Regions from separate parts of the Zea mays genome. Here all the other regions are linked to region 1. A link is a contact called in public Hi-C data. All regions are on one chromosome and are shown on one strand. The core of a region is the stretch at or near the end of the contact, and the rest is flanking DNA. Distances in the headings are between cores, read along the strand shown. Region 1 holds the start of LOC103626411 (putative disease resistance protein RGA3). Region 2 holds the start of LOC100278812. Region 3 holds the start of LOC100191226 (putative protein kinase superfamily protein).

Region 1 (4,640 bases), core at 1,395-3,894:
ACGATTTCACCAGATAAAAACTCCACGAAAGCTATTATGGAAGAAAAATCTTGGAACAGTTAAGGTTGGAAAAACATATTTAATTAATGGGTACTATGGAAACATATCTTGCTATGAGAAGCGGGTATAAGTTATAACTTTCTTTGCTCTTGCAGTTAGAACTGCAATTTGACGGAAGAAGCGTGCAATTTACTGTAGCTCCTGTGCATGCTGCAATCATAATGCGGTTTCAAGAGAAATCTAGGTATTCAAAGAACTGTATTATTGCATGTATCATTTGTACTCTTTTGACTAAATCTATCGAACTTTCTAGTTGGACTTCAAAGGCACTTGCTACAGAAATTGGCATACCTATGGATTCTCTTAACAGAAGAATAAGTTTCTGGACAAGCAAGGTCTGGCACACATGTATCAGCGGATAATTGTTGCTTTATTTTTTTTTATGTGAAATATGCTTGTCATCATGCAGAACATGCTAACATGACTGTTGGAGCATAATCATTATTATTGTATATTGGCTGTTGCTGATAGCTTCTGTGATGTGATGATATAGGGGGTCCTGACTGAATCAGCAGGACCAGATGCCGATGATCGCACCTTCACTGTTGTCGATAGCATGTCTGATGTCAACAAGGACAGTATTGTGAATGAACGCATGGCAGAGTATCAGATGACTGAGGAGGAAGGTGAAAGCTCTGTGGCTTCAGTGGAGGAACAGCTTAAGAAAGAAATGACAGTCTACGAGGTATGGCTCAAAATGAAATACTGAATAAATACGTTTACATTTTGTTTGTGCTCACCTTTCAAACATTGGGACGCTGTACGCACCGCAGAAATACATCGTCGGAATGCTAACAAATTTTGGGAGTATGTCGCTGGACAGGATACATAACACTCTAAAGGTAATGGCACAAAAGATGGTTGGTCGGCATTCCCCTTATCTGATATACTGGTTTTTTTTTATGTTTCACATTTTGATCTCTTTTCATTTTTTTTTCTCATTTTGCAGATGTTTTGTATTGCCGAGCCATCGTATGACAAGTCGCTGCAGCAGCTGCAAAGTTTTCTTTCTGGTCTAGTAGCAGATGAAAAGCTAGAAACGAGGGATGGGCTGTACTTGCTAAAGAGGTAGCAGCCGTTTCTATACTAGGATAGTGGGTTGTTAGACTAGGGTTGTACACTTGTACTATTTGCTAATGAGTTGTTTAGACTAGAGATGTCAGGTAATCAGATATAACACACTTCATTATCAAAGCTATGTTATCGGGTTCAGAGGCAGCTTACATATCCTATCTCACATCCTCCTTTATTTTAAACTTCATTATGTAAACAATGACTATGAAGGTGTTACTATGGAGGTATTTGAGATGGCTCTAGGTTCTAGATCCAGTATGGAGCTGTAGTTTATGTCAGTTTATTTAAATAGTTTTAAAGTATTTATAATCTAAATAATAAATAAAATAATTTAACTAAATGTTTTTTAAAGTCTTATAACTCTAGATTCACGATTTTCTGAAGCATCTGATTTGTTATACCAACTCTATCAATTTTTTTGAGCTAAAATTGTCCCAAACAAGATCTATATACACAATTTGCTAGAGGCAGATGCTGACGTCAGGCTACGACTCCCTCTCCCCTCTTCCACGTGTACGAACGGGGATGAGCCGTCCAACGACGTCATCTCCCTAAGTCCCTTTCCATGGAATATTAGGTGAGAGAAAAATCTCATCGGATGTAGGAGATGTAATCTCTCATTTGTTAATGACTGTGATTATTTACGAAATTAATCTATTCTAAACTTCTTAACCAGAAAACAATGCGTATTGCAATAGCACAAATACGAATATCGTACATTTTTTAACTCCAAAAATTTATTGTATATGAGTTAAATAGCTTAGTTAAAACATAAAGGGAAGCCAAATAGTGGAAATGATTGGATAAGATAAATAGGGAGAGTAATAAAAGAGGGGATGTATTTAAAAATAAATAGAAAGTATGAATAGAGGGAAATGAGAGTAGGAATGGTTGGAATCAACCTTGTAGCACTTAGCATTCACTATCGCAAGTTATTATTGCTATTGTTACACCCCTATCCAATACGTGAATAGTTATGTGACGATGTGGATAGTTTCAATAATAATAAAAATGCTAAGGTAGTGATTTGGACCATGATAAAGAATGATAGGGTGATTAATGATATTATTTTTAACTGTATGAGAACTAGTTGACATCATAAAATATAAGACAGTCTACAACAGTTTACTCATATGATCATAAAAAACTGGTTTGCACTGTAGATTATACTGTTTACATAGTAAAGTTTAAATATATGGATGATGATGGTTAAGCTACTAGAGATAACCTAATAATACACTTTGTGATCTGCTATGCAACTAATTTATTATAAAGATGTGAAATGAGAATCGTATCTTTATAAAACATCTTTATAAAACAGAGAGTGAAGGTCCACACCAAATAACACTTCCTTTCCTTATCATTAGAAAAATAGATTTGAATTAAAAAAACAGCATATTTAGTGTAAAAACTATTAGCACACTAATATACTAACACCAAGTCTTGTCCATCAGATTCACTATCTACGATTGAGTTAAATCCCACGCACATCCTATCATACGAAGACTTAGTTCTTTAGAAAATAGTTTAGGAGGAGATGATATTGCACTAAGTCATAGATGCTGAATTTGATGAACAAGATTCAATGTTACTGTATTAACACCTTAATTATTTTTACACTATGTTGTCTTTATAGAAAACTACTGTAACGCGCATCCTGGAATCTTAATCCAGATATGGGAAACCGTTGTTTAGCCCACTTTCCAGTACATTTTGCGGGCTGCAGGCCCACGCACGCGCCACTCGGGGCCCAACGAAACTGGCGCCGCGACGAATCCTCTCGCCGGCTGCACCATGGCCGGGAAGAGCGAGGGACGCTCCCGTGGTCGAGGGTTGGGATACCGATGACTCTGTGTGTGTGCGCGCGCGCGCCCCAAGTCCAGTCCAAACATCCATCGGTAGGGATGGGACTGCCTAGTCGAGGAGAAGCTTCGCTGGCGCCGCGCCGCCCCGCATTCGTCGACGAGGTCCGTTCCTGCTCAGGTTTATCCCACTCCGCGTTCATCTCTTCCGTGTAACAATAGAGGGATCGAACAAAATGCAAGTGACGGGAAACCGAGCAAACCAGTGATTCTCCTGGAGGGAAGCATGCAACGGGGCCGCCAGGCCGGATGCTGCGTTTTTGTTTGTAGCTCGCAGACTTCGATCTGCTTGATTTCACTGACGTGCTCATCGCAGAGGCATTTTCGACTGTTTCCACGCGGTTGGCGATTAGCTTTGACTCCACTCAGCTGTAACAGTCCAGCGAAATTTCCGTCTCGTCATCTTTCCTAGATGCCTAGGCACGAGACAGGAGTCACAGGAGTCCACATCTGTCTTCCACTATGCTCTGTCGTTCTTCTCTCCTATACTTTCTTACACCTCTTTCCTGCTAGCTACTAGGGACCTTTGTCCTTTTGCTTCAGTGATAAGTAAGGAACAATCTGTGGGTGGATAACAAAGCTTGACCTGACTCAGAGACTCGGAATCTTTGGCTCTTGCCCCCGCGTCTTCTGGGAAAAGACGCTAAAGGTAACCAGCATGAACTAATAACTGGGAAACTGCATTATGCACACGAAATTAAGCACCAGTGTAATGAGTGATCAGTTAATCAGAAATTTGTTTTTTTATTTGTAATTTGGGTTGTATGCACTGCAATTCATTGCAGTGGATAAGATGGTTGGGAATTGCAGATATTCATGCTAAATCACTGTTTAAACGATTTTCATTCACAGTTCGACAGGCCCAGTGCTGCCGGCTCCCATATGAGTGGGGTAGTAACCGAGCCAAGACTTAATTCCGTGGTACATTCTACATAGAGGCTTCATCGAACTCAGGACCTTTGGCTTAATGGAAAGGCCTGTCACCATTGCGTCAGGTCTGTCCTTCATTCACAGTTGCTATTTTGAAAATATTTCATTTGATGGTTAGAGAAAGCTTTAGGATTAATGGAATTTTGAGGTTGAGGTTTCCTCCAAAAGAACAAAAAAGGAAAAGATGTGAAATAATGGAAAGGAAAGCAGTCTACCTAACTTTTTTTTGCATTGTTATTAAAGGTGGCTGACCAAGACAGCTTGACTTGACTCCCACCTTCCATGAAATGCACTGGCACTCAGCCAAAAGACTTCAGGAGTTCGACACATACATTGAATCGCAAAATCAATATTTACATTACTTCACTCCATTACGATTCACAACAGCTAAAGCCGCTCCATGACCATGGGCACAGTTGTCGGTGAGATGCTTGCATCGGCTGTCCTGAAGGTGGTCATGGGGAAGCTTGGTGCGGTTATTGGGCCTGAGGTCAACATGCTGTGGAAGTTCAAGGATGATCTTGAGTCGATCAGGAGCACTCTGTTGACTCTCCAAGCTGTATTGAATGACGCTGAGAAGCGGTCTTCACGAGAGGAACGTGTGCGCCTCTGGCTCAAGAGGCTTAAGTTTGCTGCTTATGACATTCATGACATTTTAGAGGAAATGGAATCAAATAATGACATTGGCTATGGTTCGTTTAAGAAGGTGACCAC
Region 2 (4,640 bases), core at 843-3,342, 890 kb after region 1:
GCATCAAACCACTGACCACTGTTGTCAGGGCCTAGTGTCAGGGCCTAAGGAGCCCACGGAGGGGCTGCGGCAGCAGTAGCCATGGGCCCTCCAAAGGGGATTAGATAAGGATAGTTAGAGATAAGATTAGAAGATTAGTTAAGATTATTTAGGAGATTAGTTAAGATTATCTAGAAAGGTTATCAGTAGTTTGTTGAGAGTTTTTAGAAGAGTTTTAAGAAGATAAGAATCTCTAGCTAGATAGGGGCGGTCAGCCGGCCTATTTATGTAATTAATGGATGAGAAATAAAACAGACAAGAATTAGAAGAGAGAAACCCTTCTCTTGCTCGACCGTGGGCAGAGGCCCCCGGCCGGTGTTCCTGCCATCGATACCCCTCTCAAGTCTCTCACCGATCTAGGACCATAACAACTGTTATATGATGTAGCAGGTAGCAAATGGAGCCGCAGCAAACTTAAACAGCTATCATAACCTACAACTACAAGCAATTGATACGGTACCATCCCTATCCAAGTATATTGCCGACCACAGAAAGGAACGAAGGACATTAAGGGGTACACCCGGTGCTGGATACTCCCACATGAGTAAGGTACAGAAAAGGTATAAACTGAGAAAGCCTTCCCCTATAAATACGCAGAGGCTGCTTCGAACCAGATTGAAAATGTATGATGAACCAAAGAGTGGTACTTACTTTCTTGTAATATTAGTGCTGGCATTGCAGGTCAAGATAAAATAAGAAAACTTCAGGGTGCAAAGAGACAGCAAGGTAAATCAAAATATAAGACTTTTCAGATAGCCATTTTTCCGGAATACATACCCATGATAGTGGTTTAAATAAGAAAGGATACATAAACTATTTCGATCACAGCCCGTTTTTACTAGATAAACCAGATTGATCCTGCTAATGATATTGGCTTTATTTTTCTTCCATCCCTATCCAAGTATCCAGTTCCCAGCTATGCCTAAGTAATTCAATAGCAAAATACAGTTTCTGAGACAATATAACTGCAGGTATTCACAATACAAGATGTACAAAAAAAAACTCATTTTTTAAGGAACAAACATGGACATAGTTATAGTTCCAGTAAAAAAATGGAGTGGTTTCCAATCAAGTACCAATATATCAATTTGTATGGATTGAACACTGAAGTTTGAAAATGTCTAGGCTTTTCTTTGAATTGCATCAAACAGTTTTACTTTAGCACCAACAGTAGGCATGACAAGAAATGATAGGAATTTGAGATAGGCATCCCAGACCCAGAGGGTAAACATGAAGAACATAAAAATGCAGTTAATGATGCCTCCAGGTCCTTTAGGCATTGTACCAAACTGCAAATGATGTTGAATCAAGTTTGAAATACTGAAATAGACAGCTTAAACAACTTTCCCCGTTTCAATTAACCATAATTGCAACCATGACGACATGAAGAGCTGCAGCATCAACATACGCCTAACCAGGTTAGATAGTGGGTGGGCATGCAGTATGCGAAGTTGCAGACAGAATCCTAATCTACAAGATTACAACGGTACTGCATCGAATGGAACAAAAGCTCCATTCCAGGTTTGGTTCAGGAATACGACGCTTAGCATTCAATCTGGATCGGATTGAACAAAAGCTGAGCAGCTTTTGTTTCCACATAAATCAGCACTTAAACATCCAGGAGAGCAACGAAAGGAGGGAAGAGGGTTGTGTGGTCGTGCGGAGTAAAGATTTCACCTTTGTGCGGCCTCGGCCTGGTTCCGGTAGAACTTGGCGACGCGGCCGCGGTTGGCTGGCTTGGGTTTAGAGGGCTTCTTCGGGCGCAGGCCGGCGATCTCCTGCACCAGCGGCACGTGCACCAGCACCGTCGTCCACGCCACGTACCAGCCTAAGGAGACGAAGCGGATCAGGGAACCTGCGAAACTAGGCAACCGATGGAGAAGGAAGCGGGTGGCGTACCGAGGAGGATGAGGGTGAAGACGAAAACGATGGCGAGGATGGGCCGGATGAGGAAGACGACGGCGGCCTCCGATGCAGCCGCTAGGCACCTGCTCGCCATGGCGCCGGCGTGTCACGGACTCACCGTCACGAGAAATCCGACGATAACAGGGGAGATCAGTAGCAAATTGGAAGAGGAAGGGTAGGCCGGTAAGGTCGGATGGAAGGCAACGACCATTGTAGGCTGTAGTGTAGGCTAGATCGTGATCCAACGGTAGCTAGTACATCTTGCATCTCTTCTATTAAAACCTGACCCCCTTTTGAGCTCTCCCCGCGTTTCGTGGGTTCTTGGCGCCGCTCCTCTCGACGCGTGCCCTTGCTTGCGGACGCGAAAATTTACCTACTGCGGATGCAAGGTTTCGCTAAACTACAGACACAAAGTTTCCAGCCAATCTCTATCTCGCCTTTCCTCTCTCCCTGATACCTTCCTCACCCGTCACGCGCGCACGAACGCTCGCCGCCGCCATCAACCTCCTCGGCGGTGCGGGCATCACCACCATCGTCAACCTGGCGGAGGAGGCCAAGCTCGCATGCGAGGGGGTCAAGGCGCCTGCTACATTGTGAGGAAGTCGTGTGACAGCGTGCCTATCGGAGACAAGGCTGGACAACGAGGAAGACGTTGGTGGGGAAGTGGAGAACCAAGCTCTGTTTGTTGCCTTGCCTTCTCTTCTCTGGTTCTCCGTTTGCACGCACGCTCATTCTCGTGGCACAACTCGGCGAGCCCCGCCGCCTCCTCTCTACGACATGTGCCCAGATCTACCTTCGCCAGTTCCTTCACCAGCGATGAGCACCAACCCGGTATGTGCACTCCTCTTCCCTTCGCGTTGAATCTGGGTCCTGCCCTCCATCTCTGTCCCTAGGTCAAATCAAATCGACCCCATCTATCTCAATTACTGCCATCGAGAGAGAGAGAGAGAGAGCCCCACCGTCGAGTGGCACCGCCTCCAAACCCTAGCCCCTTCTTTGCGCATGGCTATCGTTGTCACTGTCGGGCCCCCAAGACGCCCGCCTCCTATGCAGCACGCGCCATGCCGCTCTCCTCTATAGGTGAGATGGTATCGTCCTTGTTCGCTAGGGAGTAGCTGGAATGCACTTAGATTTGGGTCTGGAATATGGCTACCGATTCCTGGATCTGGCTTGTGTTACAGATTGTGAGCATGCGGTAGTAACTGACTGAACAAGAAAAACACATGTATTCAGTTGCAGTTGGTTTCTCAAGCCATTCTCTTTCAAATGGCACTCATGTAACAAAACAACTATGATGACTTTGTTATTGATGGCTATATCTGTTTTTCCTTATTACTAATTAGGGTCATTGTCCAGTTACGTAGAGATGAAAGGGCACCTGAAGTTTTAGTGAGGTATAAGATTTGCTCTTGACATTGCAATGTGTCTGAATACTCTATCAAATATATATTGTTTAGATTGTCTATCCTTTTGATAAAATTCTATGTACCTCGCAGTTTGCAAAATATTGACTGAACTGAAACAGGTAGTGCTACACTTTTTTATACTCATGTAGAAAAAAATATACTCATTACTCACTTGTTCATCAGAATGGAAGGATTGTTCTTTTTGCTGTGGAAGTATATATGTTTTCAGATAACAATTTTGTATCGATTCAGCTGGATACAATTCAAACAGCACTATGAAGCTTGTTTCTGCTCCTCTACAATTGAACGCAACCGAACAGAGTGTTCCGGGTTTGTTTCCTTGTTCATGAGACTGAATTATCTCTGAGTGCAAAGCTGAGCCAATCATTCATGGAAATTTGTCACCGAAGTAAGCTCATTAATCATTATTTTGTAGTTGAATTAGTGTAAGACTATAATATATAAGTGGCTACATGTGTTTTATACCCTATCATACTTCGGTAAGGTAGCAAAAACAACGATGAATGACAACTTAAAAGGTGACAGGTCTTGGATCACTGAGTTTGACTAAGGTTTCTGAAGGTAAAATACTTATAGAATTAGACAGTATGTTATACTTACTCGGAGGTGTGTTTTCCTGATTAGTTATTGTCTAGATTGTTTATGTCCATAAAGAGCAAGGTGAACAGAATTGCTGACATAATTTTAAGAAACGAGTGATGGCTATATTGTCATAACATGGGGGGTCGACAGAGACGTGCCCTTCTCCGCGACCACCAAACAGGTCTTTGATGTGGCTGTTGTGCTCTCTAAGAACATGCATGGGTTCCAGCTTCATCTCGCCCGAGCACCTCGCCATCGCGCTCTTCACCCTCGACGATCCAACTACCAACATCCTCCTAAGGAGGTAGGTTCTGTTATTTATTTTCCATTGCAACTGATTTTCAGATCCAGTGCAATCGATATCATTGACCTATTGATCACATTACCGTCTATAATAAATACAATAGTATGTTTATTCTCCCTTCCGAGCTAATAACCCTCCCACGTCGCCCCTTCCGTCGCTCCACCCACCGGAGCCACCACCGAACCTAGAGCGCGCCTTCCCTGGACGATGTCTCCCACGCGCCTGCGCGGCTACGCCAGAGTGCGTCGGTCCTGGTCGCTCTGGGAAGAAGCTACACGTGGCGCAGATTTACTCCGTGCTCCCCACCGAGATGCAGCGACGCCGCCTCATGCGCGCCAAGGTCGTCGCTCTCATGGCCATGGTCAGCTCGGCGCTCGTCAATG
Region 3 (4,640 bases), core at 698-3,197, 800 kb after region 1:
CTACATCAACCTCCGGTCTCACCGCGGCGCGGCGTCGGCGGCACCGGCACCGGCGGCGAGGACTGCCTCGAGCGTGGTGACGACCCTGGCCATGGAGGGCCGGACCTTGGGGTTCTGGCTGAGGCAGTCGTACGCGAGGCGGGCCACGCGCTGCAGGCCCATCTCCGAGCAGACCTCGCCCATCCGCCGGTCCAGGATCCGCTCCAACTTTTTGGGCCGGATAAGGATGGGCCGCGCCCAGTCCACCAGGCTGCCGTCGCGGCCTCCCGCCCGGCTCGGCTCCAGCGCGCGCCGTCCCACCAGCATCTCCAGCAGCACCACGCCGAAGCCGTACACGTCGCTCATCACCGTCAGGTGCCCTGCATTGCATACTATCGTTGCAGCAGCGAGCGCCGGACGCCGGCAGGCAGTGATCTCATCTACGTCTGGGAAGAAGAAGGAGGTGGTGGAGGATCGGAGATACCTACCGGTGGCTATGTACTCCGGCGCGGCGTAGCCGTAGGTGCCCATGACCCTGGTGGACACGTGCGTCTCACCGCCCATCGGCCCTTCCTTGGCGAGCCCGAAGTCCGACAGCTTGGCGTTGAATTTCTGGCAGATCGAGAGAGGCACGGTGGTGAGTCTGGTGCTTTATAATTGGTGGTCACCGGCACCGGCAGGCCGGGGTGAATGTGAACTGACGATCGATCGTACGCCAACGCATGCAATAAAAACGAACAAACCGCGTCGAGCAAGATGTTGGAGCTCTTGAAGTCCCGGTAGATGATGGGGCGGTCGGGCCCGTGGAGGAAGGCGAGGCCCCTGGCGACGTCGAGCGCGATGGCCACCCGCGTCGTCCACGAGAGTCTGCAGGAGCGGCGGAACAGGTGGTGCTCCAGGCTGCCCTTGGCCATGAACTCGTACACCAGCAGCCGGTGGTCGTCCTCGCAGCAGTAGCCGATGAGCTCCACCAGGTTCGGGTGGCTGTACTGTCCGAGGTAGCTCACCTCCGTCTGCACGCACGCACAAGCACGTCCATGGACGTCACGTCGTCGGGTCGGGGGTGAGATTGGAGATGGATGGCCGGAACACATGCATGACGCTTGCACGCGCGCAGAGATGGATGGATCGGTGCCAGAGCCCTGACCATACCAGCCACTCCCTGTCACCCTGGAGTCCCTGCGGGTTGAGCACCTTGACGGCGACCGCGGTGGACGGGTAGCCCTTCCGCACGGAGCCGTCGATGACCCCTCTGTACACGACGCCGAAGCCGCCCTCGCCGACGATCTGCCCCGGGTTGAAGTTGCCGGTGGCCTTCCTGAGCTCGTGGTAGGTGAAGAGCTTGAGGCGGCCGTACGCCGACATGGTCCGGATCTCCTCTACGTCCTTGGGCACGGACAGCACCAGCGTCCCCTCCGACCCCACCTTCCTCAGCTTCTGAGGGGACGGGGCCGCCGACGCCGACGCCGACGCCGACGCCGGCCTCGGGAACGCATCTGCACGCGTGCGCCGCGCGCGATCGGGAACGCACAGATCACATACGTCGAGCATTTTACAGACGCCAGCTCCTTGAGGTCATGGTGCATACCTCGATGGCGGGAGGAAGGGCGCGGCTGGCGGGTGTCGCCGCAGCTAGGGATGATCCAGCGGTGCATTTTCTGGAGGAACGGTATGCGGCTGTTCATTCACCTCGAGCTGGTCGGTCGGTCGGTCGTTGTCCCTCGCTCTCGCTGGCCGGCGGGGGCGGCCGACGCGAGCGACGGCAGCCTCCGACCACGCGCGCGCGCACGCTGGGGAGAGACGGTACACGTTGTGCTCTCGGCCGGGTGGATGCCGATGGAGGAGGCACGACGGTGAGCTGCTGGGAGAGACGAATGAATAGGCAGGGGCCGGAGACGAGCTAGCGGCGGGAGCAATGGTCGGAGCATGGGCGCCCCGAGCTTTTGGGTGGCCAGCCCGCCGCCTCGCGCCTTTGCCTGCTTTGCCTTAATTTGGCATGCAACAGCTAAACAGACATGAGAGCCAAACGAAATCTTGGGCCAGGTACCAACCACCATCGTGCACGCATCGTAGTGTCGTTCAGTAGCGCGGACCCAGGATTTGGATAGCTGAGGATTAAAAAAAATTAGACATGTAATATTCTCTTCGTTTTTTTATTTATCGTTATTTAGTTTAAAAATAAACTAGCGGACGATAAATATTCGAGAATGGATGTACAATATATAATTCCAGAATTTCCATAATTCGGCACCTAAACAAAAAAATAATCAAAATATCTCACAATGCATTTGATATTTTGATTCATCAGATTAAGTTATAAATTGTATAGATCTGATTATTTGGACTTCAACCTGAGAAGTAGATTGTTTTTAGTACAAATTCCAAGGTAGTCGAAGGTCTATCCGGACTATTATCCCCTGGTGCCGTCGACACAAGAAACCACATTACCAGCCATGAATTTCACTTGAATAAATTTCTCTAACGGGGCGTTTGGATCCCTTCATTTTAGAGAAATTGGAATTCACTCAATAAAGTAACTTATTTAGTTTGGAATTTGACATTCCACCACTTTCTAGAGTTCAGATATAAGCCTATCTCAAATTCATGGGGTGGAGGGTGGGAAATGATTTTATGCATTACTAGAATTGGTTTCTAATCTATAACTTACATGACATTCTTCGTTTCACTCACCTATAGTAAAAATGTAGCACATAAATATCTCCGACATCTTGCTAATAATAGTATACAAATATATTTTGCATAAAACCAAATTAGCTTAATTAATATATGCCTAAATTACTATTATTAGAATGGAATTCAATTCCAGTGATCCAAACGGGGCGTAAGAGCAACTCCAACCATTAGCCTTATAATTACGCCCCTATATTTCAAATTAGCTACGCAGTCAACTTGTTTAGGGTCCAAATTAAAGGCCCGTTCCCAACCATGTTTAGCCTTAAACCTTCATTTCGTTGCAACTACCGCCGGGCCTTTTCTATTATTTTACATTTGCCGCCATCCATTGTGCTTGTCGTTCCCCCACCCCAGTCGCCCAATGGCCGGCATTTTCTAATCTTGTTGCTCTAGCGCCGCCACAAAAACAGCTCGATCGGAGATTCAGAGACCGTGACAAAGAAAGGATCAATCCAAACTTAGTACAGACATCAGTTTGTGTTGCCTCACTTTCTGCTGCTGAAGTATATGCAAATGGATGAAATGATTTTCTACTCTCAAGTTAGCTTGGTCTGTCCATGATCTGAACATTCTACTTTCTGTTGCCGAAGCATATGTATGGACTGAAGTTTTTAAAAATCGTGGAATTTTAAAAATTTGATCCATATTTCTTAATTCTGGATTTTTTAAACCACAAATAGATCGAACCAATTTCTAGTGGTATTGAATGGACCAGTATAGATTTTAGTGGCACTGGAGAGATTGACTTTAAATTGAACTAACGGCGTTAGCTCCAAACTAACGGTAATGTCATTAAAGGGATTAAAATTTAAATTTGATGATATTGAAGGGAATCTATAAATTCTGATGGCATTGAAGATATTCATATAAGTTTGGATGACATTGAAGAGATTTTCTCATGCAAATAAGTGGATGGCATGACAATTATTATCTGTCATTGTCACAGAAACAGCTTGTTCTTTCATCACAAGTGCTGAAGCAGGAAGATGGAGAGGGGACTGACGGGAGGATAGAGAGGGGCGGCTTCCTTCCAACACGAAAATGTTTAGATGAATTTTATTAAAATAAGGCTCCTGTTGAAGCTGTCTTTTTAATGTTTAGACCCTATATTTCAATTTGTTTATATGTTTAGAGCTCCTATTGAAGTTGCTCTAATAACGACAACGCTGAAACGTGATTCGGCAGAAGCACACAGCTGATCCTAAATATTTTAAATACTGCCGGGAAAACGCGCGAAACAAATATATATATATATATATATATATATATATATATATATATATATATATATATATATATATATATATATATATATATATATATATATATATTTTTGCCTCCTATCGTTCTCCATCTCCTCACTCCTCAACCCCAAAGAGGGACTCGTCACATTATATTGTGCAAACATGTCTGTGTCCGTTCTGATCAAAAGATACAAACAAAGACTGTCGTCGCCGGCAAATTCAAGCCAGAGCGGCAGGCTAACCAACCAGATGTGTTCCCAGCCAGGCCCTCGAACTGGCATGTCACCAGTCACCGCATCACATGCGTTTCCTTTCACCATATCCGGAGGTGCGCCAGCTCCGGAATCTGCGTGGCGGGTCCGTCGACGAGCGGGGGATGATCGTCTTGCGGCCAGAACCTTCCCGGGGACGGGTCCAGAGGATGCCCGGCGGCGGCGGCGGCGTTGGAGACGGCAACGGTGGCGAGGGGCGGCAGCAATGCACCGGCGTCCGCGTGAGATGTGGGCTGCTGGATGACGGCTGAACTCGAGCCCCACGAGCCGTCTGACAGAAGAGAGAGAGCACGCCCACCTTCTGGGCCTCCGTTGTTCGAGCTGGAAGCGGCCGCCCAAGCCTCCACGCCTGAAATTGTCACGGGTGTAAAATGCGCGTCAGGTGGCTTCCACATCGGAAATCATCTAAAATGCAGTGCTTACAGGAGAATAATCATTCGAGTAATACAAC

The links. Hi-C and Micro-C count contacts between places; a contact is called where the count stands out from the background.
Region 2: a contact with region 1 is called in a Hi-C map of tassel, with 3 times the contacts expected there. The contact joins the promoter of LOC100278812 here to the promoter of LOC103626411 in region 1. A contact is called at or near these places in 3 of 25 Hi-C or Micro-C datasets (ear, endosperm and tassel).
Region 3: a contact with region 1 is called in a Hi-C map of tassel, with 2.4 times the contacts expected there. The contact joins the promoter of LOC100191226 here to the promoter of LOC103626411 in region 1. A contact is called at or near these places in 2 of 25 Hi-C or Micro-C datasets (ear and tassel).

The regions. Positions count from the first base shown.
Region 1 is chr5:59,058,588-59,063,227 of Zm-B73-REFERENCE-NAM-5.0, forward strand. LOC103626411 (putative disease resistance protein RGA3) reads left to right here and starts at 2,645. Exons shown (of 8, transcript XM_008646817.4): 1 at 2,645-3,101; 2 at 3,849-3,991; 3 at 4,170-4,632. The coding sequence starts at 4,327. It overlaps LOC103626410 (anaphase-promoting complex subunit 2), which reads left to right. Exons shown (of 16, transcript XM_008646815.3): 11 at 1-64; 12 at 156-244; 13 at 314-395; 14 at 554-745; 15 at 834-902; 16 at 1,010-1,392. The coding sequence ends at 1,132.
Region 2 is chr5:59,954,070-59,958,709 of Zm-B73-REFERENCE-NAM-5.0, forward strand. It overlaps LOC100278812, which reads right to left and starts at 2,093. Exons shown (of 3, transcript NM_001151966.2): 1 at 1,939-2,093; 2 at 1,717-1,867. The coding sequence starts at 2,038. It overlaps LOC118472015 (a long non-coding RNA gene), which reads left to right and starts at 2,350. Exons shown (of 3, transcript XR_004849429.1): 1 at 2,350-4,640.
Region 3 is chr5:59,862,906-59,867,545 of Zm-B73-REFERENCE-NAM-5.0, forward strand. LOC100191226 (putative protein kinase superfamily protein) reads right to left here and starts at 1,948. Exons shown (of 1, transcript NM_001152528.1): 1 at 1-1,948. The coding sequence starts at 1,073. The coding sequence ends at 474. sbp25 (SBP-transcription factor 25) reads right to left here. Exons shown (of 5, transcript NM_001365656.1): 5 at 4,034-4,538. The coding sequence ends at 4,231.